Linked DNA regions of Mus musculus: all the other regions are linked to region 1. A link is a contact called in public promoter capture Hi-C data. All regions are on one chromosome and are shown on one strand. Each heading gives the region's core, a stretch centred on a gene start, on an enhancer-like site or on the middle of the called end of the contact. The rest is flanking DNA. Distances are from core to core; before and after follow the strand shown.

Region 1 (2,724 bases), core at 132-2,631:
GTTTGTTTGGGTTTTGATATGTCTGTTTTGTTTAAAAGCTGTGGTCTTTACTGATCAACGGGGCATCCAGTTTCTGTGTCCAGGGAAAAGGCCTATCTTTGTCATCCCCTCCCCCAAATGCCACATGCCCGTGCGGGAGGTGCCTGAGGGGGGGGTCTCTGCATGGCACAGCATGCACATATCTGAGCTGACCTTGCTTCCACTGACACCTGTGGAAGACAGGTCTGTGCTGGAGGCTTGGGTGGGGATGCTGTGCCCTAGTGCAGGGTAGTGCTTGTTGGGGTGTGTACATGCTGCAGGCATAGGACAAGCTCTGAGGCCCAGTCTCAGCACAGACCTTCCCCCCAGATCCTTCAGCACAGCCTGACACTACAAAGCTTATCCACCACCCCCTACCCAGGGGTGTCCTTCCCCATCCTGCTGTGGGAGGAAGGAGTCAAGCAGCTTCTCAGAGCTGTCCTCCCTCTGCTCAGGCTCCTGCTCAGGCTCTAGCTCCCGATCCCTCCTACGCAGCAGCCAGTTCCTGGAGCCTTTCCTCAGCCACCTCCCCTTCTAACCCCCACTCCCTGCCCTTCTAACCCCTAACCCTGGCTCACTGGGTCCCTCGGGGTTGATCCCAGTCCTTTGCCCAGAAGCCCCTCTACCCCCGTGGCCTGATATCTCTACCGTAAATGCCCTTTGCTCATAGGAGCAGAGATTTCATGGGGGAGGGGCAGCAGCTTTAAAGGTCATCTTCGGGAAGGAAGGGGAGGCCCATCCTCTGACCTCCCCCTCCTAATCTTTTCTTTCCTAGTGACTCAGGCCCTAGCTCTAACACGGGGCCTGTCTACTATGTAGCTGCAGTCACTGCGTGGAGAGAATGGATGGAAAAACAGGGGCAGACTTGCAGCAACAAGCCAAGCACTCCACCACCTGCCTCCTGTGTACCCTTTTACCTATGCCCCAGTGTTAGCTCTCATCCCCAAGGCCCACCTCTTACTCCGTGGCATATAGGAGCCTAAAGCACCGTGCTCACTCTGCTAGCTCAGTGACCTTTCCAGGCCACTGTCTCATCTGTTCCTGCCTGGTCGCAGTCTGACTGAGGGGCAGAGGGGGCTGAGAGGCACCTGCTCCAGCGCACAGTGGGAGCGCCCGGGGATTCAGCACCACACTGTGGACAGCTCCAGGCCCTGCGGACCTGTCAAGAGCGGGATCTGCTGGAAGCTGCTGGAGGCGCTGGGCTGGGAACCCTGGGGAGGTCCGGCAAAGCCGGAGGTGCAGGCCAAATTGGGGCGGGGTGGCAGGGGGTGGTGGGGAAGAGGACCCGGAGTCCGGAGGAACGGAGGAGGGGCTGGGGGCGGGTCGGGGCCGGGGGCGGGGCAGGCTGCGATTGAAAGCGGCAGGGCGGGCCGGCGGAGAGCGCAGAGCCAGCGAGAGAGCCAGCAAGCGGGAACCGGAGCCCCGCGCCAGAGCTGGGAGCGCCAGGTAGGGTTAGCCCTTGGTGCCGCCGTCACTGCCAACCTTTTTTAGCCCTGACCCCACATCCCGGGGCCCCGCGGGTCCTAGAGTTCTGGAGCACCCGGGCCGAGACGTCCAGACAGCGCTTTCTGGGAGCTCCGGGAAGCGGGAAGACCGTCCCGGGCACCCCGCCTTTCTTCCCAAGAGAACGCACGCCCTGCATCGCGCTTTCCAGTTCCTCCTGCTCCAGCGTCCTCTGGTCCTTCTTTCTGTCTGTGTCTCTGTCTTTGTCTCAGCCTCTCAGGCTTGCTTGTCCTCTCATCAGATATTTGTGGTCCTGCCCCTCGGCTGCTGGACTCCCAGGTTCTGCCTCCTTCCCTGCCTCAGAGTCCATCAGAGCCTCCCCTGGCTGCCCCATCTGTGTTAGTCTTCAACCCTGATCCTCTCTCCTGTTTGCCTGGCTGAGCTGCTTCTTTGGGGTCCTCTCAGGCTTCCCAGCCTCTGCCCTGACACCAGCAGACTAGTCCAGTGAGAAGCTGTAGTCGCTGTGGCCAGGACGGGGGTCCTTGAAGTAGTTGCTGTTCTCTTCAGCTGTAGTTCCTTACCAATCCCAAGGAACGATATGCCCCTCTCCCAGTCTGCATGATTTCAAGAGCCTGTCTGTGTAGGGTTAATGTAAGGTGGATCGTTAGGTACAGATTAGATCAGATGCAGGGTAAAGAAGATGGGAGCAGAACTCTAAGGTCAGTCAAAGGCTGAGAAAGGGAAGGCTGGAAGTGATTGTCTGCTGGGTTTGGAGTGAGTGAAGAGAGACAGACGCTAAGTCTCCAGCAGCCTCCTATGAAAAGCTAGGGCACCCACAACTCAGCTCCAGTACTGTTCAGAGGTCTCACCGGGTTAACTGACCCCCATCTATGGCATGCATATATATCCATCCATATCTATTTACTCTGCTGACATAAGACCTTTAACTACATGGCACCTTCTCTGAGGCCAGCCCCTCCACCTTGCTGTCTCACTGGGATGAGTGAGGATCTCCTTTCCGTTCTCAATCAGGAGACTTTGAGGGCTGGCCCTTTAAGAACCATAGTCTAGGACCCTGGGTGTCCACCTGGGCTCTAGTTTCTCTTGGGCTAGAAACTATCCCATAGAGACTCCCCCCTCTCTGTGGTGGGTCTTTCAATGTCCCTACTCTGGGAATCCAAGGCTCAGAATGGGAGCCAGACCCCTGAGTGTGTAACTGCTACGGCCTCAGCTACTACAGTATTGGTCTCCTAGGAGGTTTGT
Region 2 (2,724 bases), core at 95-2,594, 880 kb before region 1:
GATAGTGATGGACGACGGCGCTCCCACATCGTAGCGCTTCACTGTCTTCTGGCATATCTTTACTTTCACCAGGAGGCCGTGCACCAAGTTCGCTAGCAGCCCCACCACCGGTTGCAGGATCTCCGGGAAGAAGGTGGCAAAAGCAAAATGGTCAGCCATGTCCCCTCGGCCCCGGCTATGGCGCTGATAGAAGCGAAGATACACCCAACTGGATAGCAGCCCAAAGCCGTAGGAAGCCAGGGCTGGGCTCTGGAGCAGCGTGGCCAACCGGAGGAGTAGCAGCAACGCCAGCAACAGCATGGGAACGACGCTGACGCGGACCTGGGGCACTCGCAGAACCACACAGTCTCCCATAGTTTGCTTGAGGGCTACCAGAACACCACCTAGGAAACCCAGGGCGCCGTGGATACGAATAGTGAACAGGTAAACCAAGTTGAAGGAAGCCATGTAGGTGAGGAGGTAGGCGAGGGCCCCCAGAAGCCCCACTGACACATTCACCACCGAGAAGAAGATGAGCAGCTCCAAGGCTCCCCAGAGGGGCTCCAGTAATCGCCCGGCCACAACCACTGTGGCCAGGCTAATGGCCACGTCCCACACGTGCTGTTCCATGAGCCCGTGGGTGGCCAGGGTCCAGATCCAGAAGTTGGGTGGGAAAAGGTAGCCTGGGGTGACGGCCAGGCAGCCCGTGTCCACAGCGAAGGAAAGCAGGTAGAGAAACAGTACCACGGCGCACAGTGCCTTCACCACCACGCTGGCGCTGGCCAGGATGGCCCCCAGATGTTGGCGGGCACCAGGTAGGGCGCGTTGCATCTTCCTGGCGGACGTTGGCTTAAGGGAATGTGTGGAAGGTGGCCTAGGGGCCTCCCCGGGGCCTCGTCCCAGTTCGGCCCCGACGGGAGGCCCGGGCCCGGCTACTTCACTGGCTTCTGTTCCGTGGGAAGGCTCTGGTTCCGGTTTGATCCGGTTGTAGTTCCAAAGCGAGGAGAAAGTCTTCTTGCCGGGGACCTGTCGTTAGGCCCTGGGTAGCTTGGGCTCGCCTGCCTGCGGGTTCCGTCGGCCCAGCGGCCAGGCTAGCGTTAATCTCAAGGCTAGGCTTCCTCCATCCACTCTGAGACTCTGCGATCTGCGGGGAACTGGTGCCTCGTTCCGGCCCAAGTCAAGCCCGTTTAGCTCCGGCTGGGCTAGGGTTTTGGCTTGACGGTACCTCCTCCCCTCTCCGGGGCCGACAAACAGGGGCGCCGCGCCTGCGCGCCCCCGCCGGCGGCCGCGGCAGTACGCCCTCTGAGCGCTTGCCTTCCGGCTTCTCGGCATGCTGGGATACGGAGTCCTTGGGACCTAGCCGACCGGTTTCTTCATAGAACCACAAGTCCCAGAAGCTGTGCGCCGACCGGTCCCGTAGAGTGTACGGGCTAGGGAGCTTGGGAGTTGTAGTTTTCAGTGCTTACTCCTCCAGTTCTTAGGAGTTATGGAAGTTGAGATCAGTATTCCTGATGCAGTAAAGGGAGGTGTTAAGTGGGCGGGTTCAAGAGGTAGCACCGCCTTGGGCCACACACACTTGCTCAATTCTTTGGAGGAGATTGGCTCTATTTAGGATTTGTACAGGTACAGCAGTGTCTTTGTAAGCAGGTACATAAGAATGTGAACGGTTCTGATGAGTTGTACCAACGTGTGTGAACTAACCAGAAACTGTCGTCTGGCAAGTGAAGCCTAAGATGGGCTTGTTCAGTCATTTGTAGTCACTGTGTTATTGACCAAGTTCCCCGCTGCAATTTCAGGAGCCTTAAAAATGATGATGATGGCAGGCTCTTCCTATCTTAACGATCAAAGAAGGCAACTGTGTAAACGACTTGCCATTGTTGTATTGGGTGTTCGTTCACATTGTCCTTGTTCCAGCGAATTGTACTTGTAATTGTACATGAACTTTCCACCTAAGGGGGAATAAGGGTCAAGGCTGTGCTACTTCAGCGACTCTTTTCCCACTTGATTCCACTGGACAGAGAAATCTCCCTTGAGCTGGAGCGATGGATTAGCGGTTAAGAGCACTGACTGCTCTTCTAGAGGACCTGGGTTCAATTCCCAGCAACCACATGGCAGCTCATAACTGTAACTCCAGTTCCAGGGTTTCTGACACCCTTACACAGACACACATGCAGGCAAAACACCAATGAACATTAAAGAAAAAATATATTTAAGTCTCTCTATAAGTGCCAAGTTGGTCTAGGCTCAACTTTATGCTATAGTGGCTGTCAACAGGGTGTTTGAGATGTATTTAAAAGTTATTTTATAGCCGGGCGTGGTGGCACACACCTTTAATCCCAGCACTCGGGAGGAAGAGGCAGGTGGATTTCTGAGTTCGAGGCCAGCCTGGTCTACAAAGTGAGTTTTAGGACAGCCAGGGCTATACAGAGAAACCCTGTCTCGACCCTCCCCCACCCCCAAAAAAGTTATTTTATTTACATGTATGTGTGTCTTTGTGTGTATATGCCGTTAAGTGTGCAAGCCACCACAGAGGCCACAGCATGTCGGAAGCTGGATTTCTGAGCCACCAGATGTGGGTGCTGGGGTACAGGTTCTCTGTAAGAGCATCAGGCATTATTAACTATGGAGTCATCTCCCCAACCCTGAGATTTTTGTTATATATATATATATATATATATACACACACATATATATATACACACATATATATGCATATTTTTAAATGTGATTAATTATATTACAAGG
Region 3 (2,724 bases), core at 104-2,603, 740 kb before region 1:
CTTAAAGCTGAGGACAGGAAACAGAAGCACGGTGGTTGCCATGCCCCAAAGGGTGTCTGGACACTGACATATGGCTAAGGCACGGTGTCAAGAAACAGATGTTGTCCTAAAGGCCACATGCAGAATACCCACTCCTTATCCAGACACATCTGCCCGACTCTACCAGATCTTGGGGAAGGTGAAGAGGCTCAGACTGACCATAATAACCACTAGCAAGAGCTGGCAGAACCTGGAAATGCTATTACCCAGTTGGTAGCAGGAGCGACAGTGTCAGCATCAGGAGCAGGCAGGGGTCCTCCCTGTCATTCACCTTCTGACCCAACCCCAGCACCTTTACCTCCTTATTGAGCTATCCAGGGACGTCCCCTCAGGTGGGCGATCAAGAACAGGTGACATTGACCGAAGCAAGAAGGCGCTGGCACCCTCTGCATCCAGTATCGCTCCCCCCCCCCAAGGAAAAGGCCCAAGAAGACAGGTGTGGATGTAACCCCACGTCTGACTCTAAAGCGCCAGGTTCCCACCAGGGATAAAACACTGGGCAGATGCCTGGCTCCAAGTCTACCGGGCAGGGGTCGTTGGCCATTCTCTCGACCAACCTCAGGCTCCTCTATCACCGGACAGTGGCAGGAGTATAAACTGGCAGACTCGACCCCCACCCCATCCCTAAGCTTGAAGATGTTTTGCTCTGTCCCGTTGCAGGGGGTGGGGTGGGGGCGGTCTATGGGAAGCAGGGCACCGCAAGGAAGTTTCGCGACGCAGCCAGAAGCTCCGGGACCCTGGCTGCCAGCCCACGGGGGTTTGTAGCCGACACCCTCACTTGCAGCATGCCATGGGAACCAGAGCCCCCGCCCCGACACCCGGAGTGGAGAGTGGAGGGGCAGACGCGGGCTGAGGGGCGCAAGGGAGCGCGGGGCTCTGCGGGGTCCCGCGGCCGGCTGAGGCCACTTACGTGTGCTGCTGGGGGAAGCTGTAGGCAGAGGCGCCGGGGGCGGTGAGCAGCGGTAAAAGCAACAGAGGCGGCAGCAAGAGCAAGAGCGGGCGTGCGGGCCCGGACGCTGGGCCCCGGGGGTCAGGGCAGGGCCGGGGGCCGCGACCGGGCCAGGGGCGAGCGGTCCGCACCGGGCCGGGCCAAGAAGCGCCGCAGGTCCGAGCCGGCACCGCCATGTTTCCATTCAAGATGCGGCGCCGCGGGGAGGGAGGGGGGACGGCGGCGGCGGGATGGAGGTGGGGGGGCGCGGGCGGCGGGCGGAAAGCCGGCCTCTTCTCCACCTCCTTCTCCGCGCGGGGCCTCCGGGGCTGCACTGGCCGCAGCGCCTCTGCGGGCTGCGCGCAGCGATCTCCCCGCCGCGCTGGCTCCAAGCGCTTTGAGCGCCTGGCCCGGGACCTGCGCTCAAATAGCGGCCGCCGCCAACCTGCCGGCGCCGCCCTCCCCTGTCGCTCCCTCCCTCATTCCCTCCCTCCCTCTCCTTGGCCGGCCCGCCTCCGCGCGCCCCCGCCGCGGTCACGCGCCCGCCTGTGCCCGCGCGCCCCTCGTCCCCGTTCACCCCGGAGCCTGCCCTACTGGCTCGCGCAAACCGATCCGAATCCAAGCTCGCGAGTCCTGAGCCCCAGCCGTGGTCCCAGCGCCCAGTGCACGTCCCCGCCCCCACACCTCAGACCGGGGGACTCCTCTTGGCCCTGCGAGTGGGAACTCTCCCTAGGCAGTTGCACATATGACCCTTCTGGGACTCGACCTTCAACAGGCTTAAGGCCTGGAGTCACAGGTTTAAATGGTGGAATGGCAGGCTTCTGCAGACTACAGAGGAGAATGGCAGTCCTGTCACACCCACAGAAGAAGCTCCAGCTACCTCAAGATTTCTTTCTGTGGGGATCGGGGTGAGGGGGTTGGGGGCGTGGGGGGGGCAGCCCTTGGCAGAAAAACGGATCTTGGTTCTCCTAGTTCCTTGGAAGAGAGTCCAGCGGCACAGATGTGGGGACTGAAGGAAGCGGGATACCTCAGCTCTTGCTTTGCTCCACTTTACTGTCCAGACAACACGGGCCACGGAGCCCAAGCCTCCGCTCCCTGGACTTGCACAGCTTCGGGTCAGACTCGTCTAGAGGCAGGAAGCTCAGTCTAGCATAAACCACTCACTTTTGTCCTGGTGGGACCTGGCATCTTCCTGCTGTAGTTACAACAATGAGCTGTGTGTAACATTCAGCGTGTGGGCCACCTTCTCAGAGCCTTCCCTTTTCATAGGAATACCCCTGTAAGGCTGCAGTGCCATTTCCAGGATGCAGTGAGAAAGGGGTTGAATGTCTGGTAGCAGAAGCACTCACAGTTTCGAAGAGCATTCCAAGGACCTGCTCAGGTTGGCCCTTGAGCCCCACTTTGCCAGCCCCCAACGCTGACCCACAGTGGTGAGAATGCTCCCTGCCACCCTGCCACAGGACCCCCTTTGGCTGCCCACAGACTCTGCCAAACAAGACACTAAGGGCTTATTAACTGGTTGGTGGCTCAGTTCAGAGATGTCCAAGGACTCTCATCCCATGCCTGGGTAGGTCACCCAACATCTACTCACAACCGACTTTCCAGAGAGAGGAGAGAACAGTAGCCTCTGGGCCAAGGGGTACAGAAGTGATATAGACTCAGACAACCTTTCCTGACTTTCAACTCTGCTGTGGGCTTCCCATCTTTCCCCACTCCTAAAAATAAAGGCTTGACAAGAGCACATCTTCCTCTTCTCT
Region 4 (2,724 bases), core at 62-2,561, 680 kb before region 1:
TTATCTCTGTAATTGCTACTTCTCCTACTCCTACCTCCTCACTCTCTGCACCCCACATCCCTCCTTCTGCTTGGGAAACACTTGCCCAAGACTCAGACACACCTGATATAACCTCAGGCAAGTCACCCCTCTTCTCTGTGTCTAGTTTTTCTCAAAGTGGGAAATATTACGAACAACCCCATGGTGTTGTAGGGTTAATGGTATATCAGAATGAACCAGTCCCCAGTGGGGTGTGGAGGGAAGAACTTAGATGAGCACAGAAGGCATCCAATAAATGTTCCAAATCCCCATCACTACCACCAACAACCCAGGAGGAGTTAGACACAGCAGTCCCTGGTCCTAGTCAGCTGTGAGACCCATGCTATGGTTGGGACTAGGATGGGGCTGGTGTAGAGACACCAAGAGGCAGGAAGGGTAGACCGAGCTAGATCTTCTGGCAAGGAAGTTGGCAGGGGTGATCCTTGGGCTACCTCCTTTACTCGTAGATGTAAGGCACGGAGTTACATCTTCAGAGGCACTGATGAAATACTCACTTTGAAACACCTATTTCCCTCCGGAGGATGGAAGATCACCCAGCCTCTGTGGGTCTTGGGTAAAGCAGAGTGGGAATGAGTCCTAGCAGTGCTGCAGAGGGGCAGACCTAGAAAGAGAAAGAATTTCTAGCCTATGGCTACATATATGTTTCTCTGTGCGTCTCATAGGTGTACATGGGATGCCTCCTCTTGCAGGTGTGCACATACGTATGAGCGGTGTGCACATATCGTTCATGGTCCCTTAGGAAGGAGCAAAGCTGGCAGAGGGTCATGCATGGAGTAGACGCATTCCTTTCTGTCCTCTCCAGCTTGGCTCAGCAAGAAGTCTCAGGTTCTCTTCTGGGCTCTGTCACTGATCCCAGCCATGACCTTGGACCAGACCCTTAACTTGCTCTGAGTCTGTTTATTACTGGCAAAAAAAGGAGAGAAGCCACCCTGCCGAGTATTTTATTGGCTTGTCTCGGGGGTCCAAAGGGGAAGGGAAGAACACCGGGGTAAAAGTGGTGTGCACCGCGACCTCCAAGAAGCTATCGAGTCTCTTAGTCCTCCCTATCTCAATCCCCACGCCCGCCTCCACGACCCTGTGGTTTCTCCATTCTTGCTCAGAAGCAGCCGATCTCAGCACTTACTTAATCCTCTCCGGTGCGCCGAGCTCAGTCTGAGAAGCTAAGGTTGGTAGTGACCCGCAGGAGGCGTGGGCGGGGGAACACCCAGGCCCGGGCGTTGGGGGCGACAGGTCCCGACTCAAGGTCCGCCTTGCGTGCGCGCAGGATCAGCTAGTATTAGCCTGCGCTGGCTGACAACCTGAGCTGGGGTGGGCTGGGTCCGGACCACGGAGGGGGTGGGGCTGGGATGAGCAGCCTCGGGGGATCCCCAGGAGCCGGAGTGCCTTGCCTCCTGCCCCCCCCAGCGCCTCCGGACCCTGATTGGCTGCTTCGCCTAAAGCTCGATCAGCATTGGCTCACTCGCCTGTCGCTCAGATATAGCTCTGCTCCCAGCGGGAGCTTGGACCTGAAACCGGACAGCTAAAAGAGATTCTCTCTGAGAATACCTCTGACCCTGATGGCCTGCCGGAAGTTAGGCAGAGGACCGTAGGTAGCCAGGTCCTTTCTGGGTCAGAATTCTGACTCCTGGACACCTCCACCCGCACTGGGGCAGACTTGTAAGCCGCAAAAATCATAGGTACAGAGATTTGGTGAGAGCACCACCAGACCTGGAATATTTGAAACCTAAAATGAATTCAGTTTGATCTTCTATTGAATTTATGACCTTGAACAGCAAACTGCTTCTCTTCTTTTGTCTCAGTTTCCTGCCTATATAGGAACTCTGGTGTTTTGGAACAAGGGCGGTTTTTGGTAAGTGACTCCTGGAGACTTCAGTCCAGAGATGTTGAGATGGAATTATCTGTGTGATAGCCCACCTATTCCTCTCATAATAGTTTTCATCCACAGCAAAATTCATCTCAGGACAGAAGTACCGATTTCCTATACCCAAGAGCTGTATCCCCAACCATTTAAAACTACCCTCACCCCATCCCCTAAACAGACTGTGTGTAACCCAGGATGGCCCGATACTTATTATGTTGCCCAGGTTAGTCTTGAACCAAGGCAATCCTCCACCTCCTGGGTGCTTGGGTTTTAATTTTTAATTAATTAGTTTCATGTGTGAGGATGTTTTGTCTGCACACGTATCTGTACACTACATATGTGTCTGGTGTTCAAGGAAGCCAGAAGAGGGCATTGGATCCTCTGGTACTGGAGTTACAGACTGCTGTTAGCCTCCTTGTAGGTGCTCAAAATTGAACCTGGGTCCTTTGGAAAAGCAGCCAGTGCTCTTAACCACTGAGGCATTTCTCCAGACCCCCTTGTACTGGGACTTATAGGTGTGCACCAGTACACCCAACTCCCAGCCCCTCTCCCTTTTTACTCAAGTATTTTATTTTTTACTTTTTTGAAGCAGGATTTCATGTAGCCCAGTCTGGCCTTAAAAGATGAGTTTCTGGTTTCCCTGCCTCCACCTGCTGAAAACTAGGATTTATAAGTATTACCAAACCCCATTTGTGGGCATCAAACCCAGAGTTGTGTGACTGTTAGGTGAGCACATCAATTGAGCTACCCCGTGAACTATTTATTTTTGAATATTTTATGTTATTTCTTAAAATTATAAGTATGTATGTTTGGATGGGTATGTG
Region 5 (2,724 bases), core at 92-2,591, 580 kb before region 1:
TATATGTAGCCCAGGCTGGCCTCCCCAGGCTGGATTCTTTTGCCTCACCTTTCACAGTGGTATAATTACAAGTGAGTGTCACTTGCATCAGAATAGTCTTATTTTAGCCCTGCTTTTCAATTAATGGCCATGAACTCACTGTTGAGTTGGGTGGAGTCTGAGAGGCCAGAAGGATGACTTTAGCCTAAAGCTTGACTGTGTGGGTCTATACGCTGACAGTCCTATGGGAGAAAGATTAGAGTTCTTGGATACAAATGGATACCTGAAATCTCAGCCAAAAGAAGAGGCTGGAGAAAATGGTGTTGGCTACTGCTCTCCCAGGAGACCTCTCTCTCTCTCTCTCTCTCTCTCTCTCTCTCTCTCTCTCTCTCCACACACACACACACACTTTAGAATAAAGCACAATAAAAATGTCACCATGTTGACTGCTGTACTAGTTTAGGCTTCCTGGATCCTGGACTAGAGATGCTGAGATGGGCTTTGAAGAATAAGACATCCAAGAGCGATAGCGAGGTATACAGTGCTGGTGACAAGAGATGTTTGGATATATGCTGGGTCTAAATATAGAGTCCAGAAGTTCCCAGTCTTTGCTCAGTAGTTGACAGTAGCGGGTCATAAGGTAATGTTGGTAGCTATCAGAGCGAATGAATTCTTAGGAGATGGAGGAATAAAGTTCTAGGAGGGAGTCAGACCTCAGGATGGCTGGAGGTGAAGACCTATGTCCCGCAGAGGCGGTGGCATAGGTCTGGGGTACACAACTAGATATAATTGGGAAAGGAAAGACTTCTTGAACATGAAGGCCGCTAAGCTTGTTCAGGCCACACACACACACCACAGCAGCCAAGTCAACAAAAGAACTCAGGAGGTGTTAGAAGCCTTGGCCTATATGCGGCATCCTAGGAGCCCAAGAACCCCCTGCACATCACTCAGTTCCTTTGAAGCGATGATCCCATTCTGCCAGCTTCTCCCTCCCGTTACTCCCTGAGCCCCGGGATGGCAGAAGAGGACCTTTCAGAGGATGTGGCTGTGATAGCAATGTGACAACGACATGAGTTTAATAACGATGTCCCCATTTTTACTGGTTCTCCTCTCTCTGACAAGAGGTGGAGCGGCCATCTCAGTACGCCTGGCATGAGACACCGTGGCCTTCCTCACGCAGGACCACGACCCCGTTCTGCGGTAGCTGCAGCCAAAGGCTCTGTTGGGGGGGGGGCGGAGGGAGTTGGCCTCCCGGGCCGGGCTATCCAATCCCTTCTCGCAGATTTCCCTCCGCTGGCCCGCAGCGGCGTCTCGTGGATTCGCGCGCGGGCTCGGGCGGGCGGCGCGAGCCCGGGTATTGCGAGCCCCCGCGCGCCAGGGAGCGGCGCATGCGCGGGCGTCCCGCGAGCCCGCTGAGGCGATCCGAGCCGCGGCGGCGCCGGGAAGCCAGCGACGGAGCTGTGAGGGACCGAACGGCGGCGCGGGGACGGTGGAGACGGACAGGTGGTGAGCCCTCGCCCGCGTCGCCAGGGGCTCCTCGGCCGCCCGTGGAGTCTCGCGGTCGGTCAGGACGTGGCATCCGGCGGTGGCGGTGGCATCCCGGACGGCCTGTGAGGGATGCGCCGCCTACTGCCCCGCGCCGCCTGACCGCCCCCGCCTTGCCTCGCGGTGCGCCACAGCCGGGCCCGCGGCCGCCCCTGCGGCCGTCCCCTGCGAGCTGTCACCCAGCCGCCGCGCCCGCGGGGCTGCGCCCGGCCCGGCCATGTGGACCCCCACGGAGGAGGAGAAATACGGCGTAGGTAGGTGAGGCTGGGGCCTGGCAGCGGCGGGGGCTCGGGGGCACGTGCCCAAGTCCCGGGCCCCGCCTCGATTGCTGCTGCCCCGGCTCCTCCGCCCCTGCCCGCACACTGTGCGGCCTCGGCGCGGGGCGGGTGCGGTACCAGCGCGGGGATGGGCCCGGGGCTCTGGGTGCGGGAGGGCGGCAGGGGGCGCTGGCGGTGCGGCCTCAGCAGGTGCGGCGGGCGGGCGGGCGGGCGGGCGAGCGGGAGGGGCCGCAAGGCCGGGGCAGTTGCGGGAGGTTTGTGATGTGAGGCGCTGGACAGTTTACCCAGGAAGATGCATCTTCAGCAGTCAAAACCTTGATTTTAGTGAATTTCTGCACCAAGGTTGATGAGCCCGATGGTTGTTTATTTTCCGATTGGAAGCTTACAAAAAAGGATGCAAAACGTTGACCTCATTCGCTCAGTCTAAAATGATGCAGATCTTTATTTTGCTTTAAGGGTTAGAAATAGTTCCTCTACTACTGTGGGAATTGTTTTGGACATACATCATTGTTAAAGTTTAGTGCATTTTGCTGACATTTTTTAAAAAAACAAATCTGTTTTCAAATGAGAACGATACTCCTTAGTTTCTTCTTAAACTGTTAGGTGAAACTCCCGAAGGTTAACGATTTCTTTTAATATTCCATTTCTTTAAAAAAAAATTCAGTTTTTAAGGGACTGAGTGTTTTATCTTTACAATGTTAGTATTTCGTGGCCAGCCACTTTACATCATTGTAAATAACCTATTGGATTTGGTTACAAATATTTAAAATGTGGAGTGTGCAGGGTTTTTTGTTCTTAGCTTGTAATGGAAAATTTTAGAAAATGTATAGGAAGTATATTGCTTAAAGGCAAATTATTATTTCAATCAATGCAACAGTTCTAACAGCATTTCCTTAATAATTCATTATAAAGAAACTTTGTA

Evidence for each region. Promoter capture Hi-C pulls out the DNA fragments that hold promoters and counts their contacts.
Region 2: a contact with region 1 is called in a promoter capture Hi-C map of hippocampal neurons, with 4 times the contacts expected there. The contact joins the promoter of Tmem115 here to the promoter of Grm2 in region 1. A contact is called at or near these places in 5 of 39 promoter capture datasets (the C10 cell line, embryonic stem cells, hippocampal neurons and 1 more) and 2 of 115 datasets of contacts at active chromatin or transcription factors (bone marrow-derived macrophages and stem cell-derived neural progenitor cells).
Region 3: a contact with region 1 is called in a promoter capture Hi-C map of liver, with 6 times the contacts expected there. The contact joins the promoter of Cacna2d2 here to the promoter of Grm2 in region 1. A contact is called at or near these places in 4 of 39 promoter capture datasets (frontonasal cranial neural crest, liver and pre-B cells), 1 of 484 Hi-C or Micro-C datasets (embryonic stem cells) and 1 of 115 datasets of contacts at active chromatin or transcription factors (embryonic stem cells).
Region 4: a contact with region 1 is called in a promoter capture Hi-C map of liver, with 4 times the contacts expected there. The contact joins the promoter of 6430571L13Rik here to the promoter of Grm2 in region 1. A contact is called at or near these places in 2 of 39 promoter capture datasets (embryonic stem cells and liver), 4 of 115 datasets of contacts at active chromatin or transcription factors (astrocytes, bone marrow-derived macrophages, embryonic forebrain and 1 more) and 1 of 9 other capture datasets (liver).
Region 5: a contact with region 1 is called in a promoter capture Hi-C map of liver, with 4 times the contacts expected there. The contact joins the promoter of Dock3 here to the promoter of Grm2 in region 1. A contact is called at or near these places in 11 of 39 promoter capture datasets (the C10 cell line, HPC-7-derived erythroid cells, cranial neural crest and 7 more), 1 of 15 datasets of contacts at CTCF or cohesin (large pre-B cells) and 1 of 9 other capture datasets (embryonic stem cells).

Annotation. Positions count from the first base shown.
Region 1 is chr9:106,654,766-106,657,489 of GRCm38.p6, reverse strand. Grm2 (glutamate receptor, metabotropic 2) reads left to right here and starts at 1,381. Exons shown (of 6, transcript NM_001160353.1): 1 at 1,381-1,464.
Region 2 is chr9:107,532,565-107,535,288 of GRCm38.p6, reverse strand. It overlaps Tmem115 (transmembrane protein 115), which reads right to left and starts at 1,344. Exons shown (of 2, transcript NM_019704.2): 1 at 1-1,344. The coding sequence starts at 810.
Region 3 is chr9:107,398,509-107,401,232 of GRCm38.p6, reverse strand. It overlaps Cacna2d2 (calcium channel, voltage-dependent, alpha 2/delta subunit 2), which reads right to left and starts at 1,353. Exons shown (of 38, transcript NM_001174049.1): 1 at 950-1,353. The coding sequence starts at 1,164.
Region 4 is chr9:107,339,227-107,341,950 of GRCm38.p6, reverse strand. It overlaps 6430571L13Rik (RIKEN cDNA 6430571L13 gene), which reads right to left and starts at 1,311. Exons shown (of 6, transcript NM_175486.3): 1 at 1,163-1,311; 2 at 534-640. It also overlaps a transcript of Hemk1 not described here.
Region 5 is chr9:107,230,526-107,233,249 of GRCm38.p6, reverse strand. Dock3 (dedicator of cyto-kinesis 3) reads left to right here and starts at 1,341. Exons shown (of 53, transcript NM_153413.2): 1 at 1,341-1,778. The coding sequence starts at 1,742.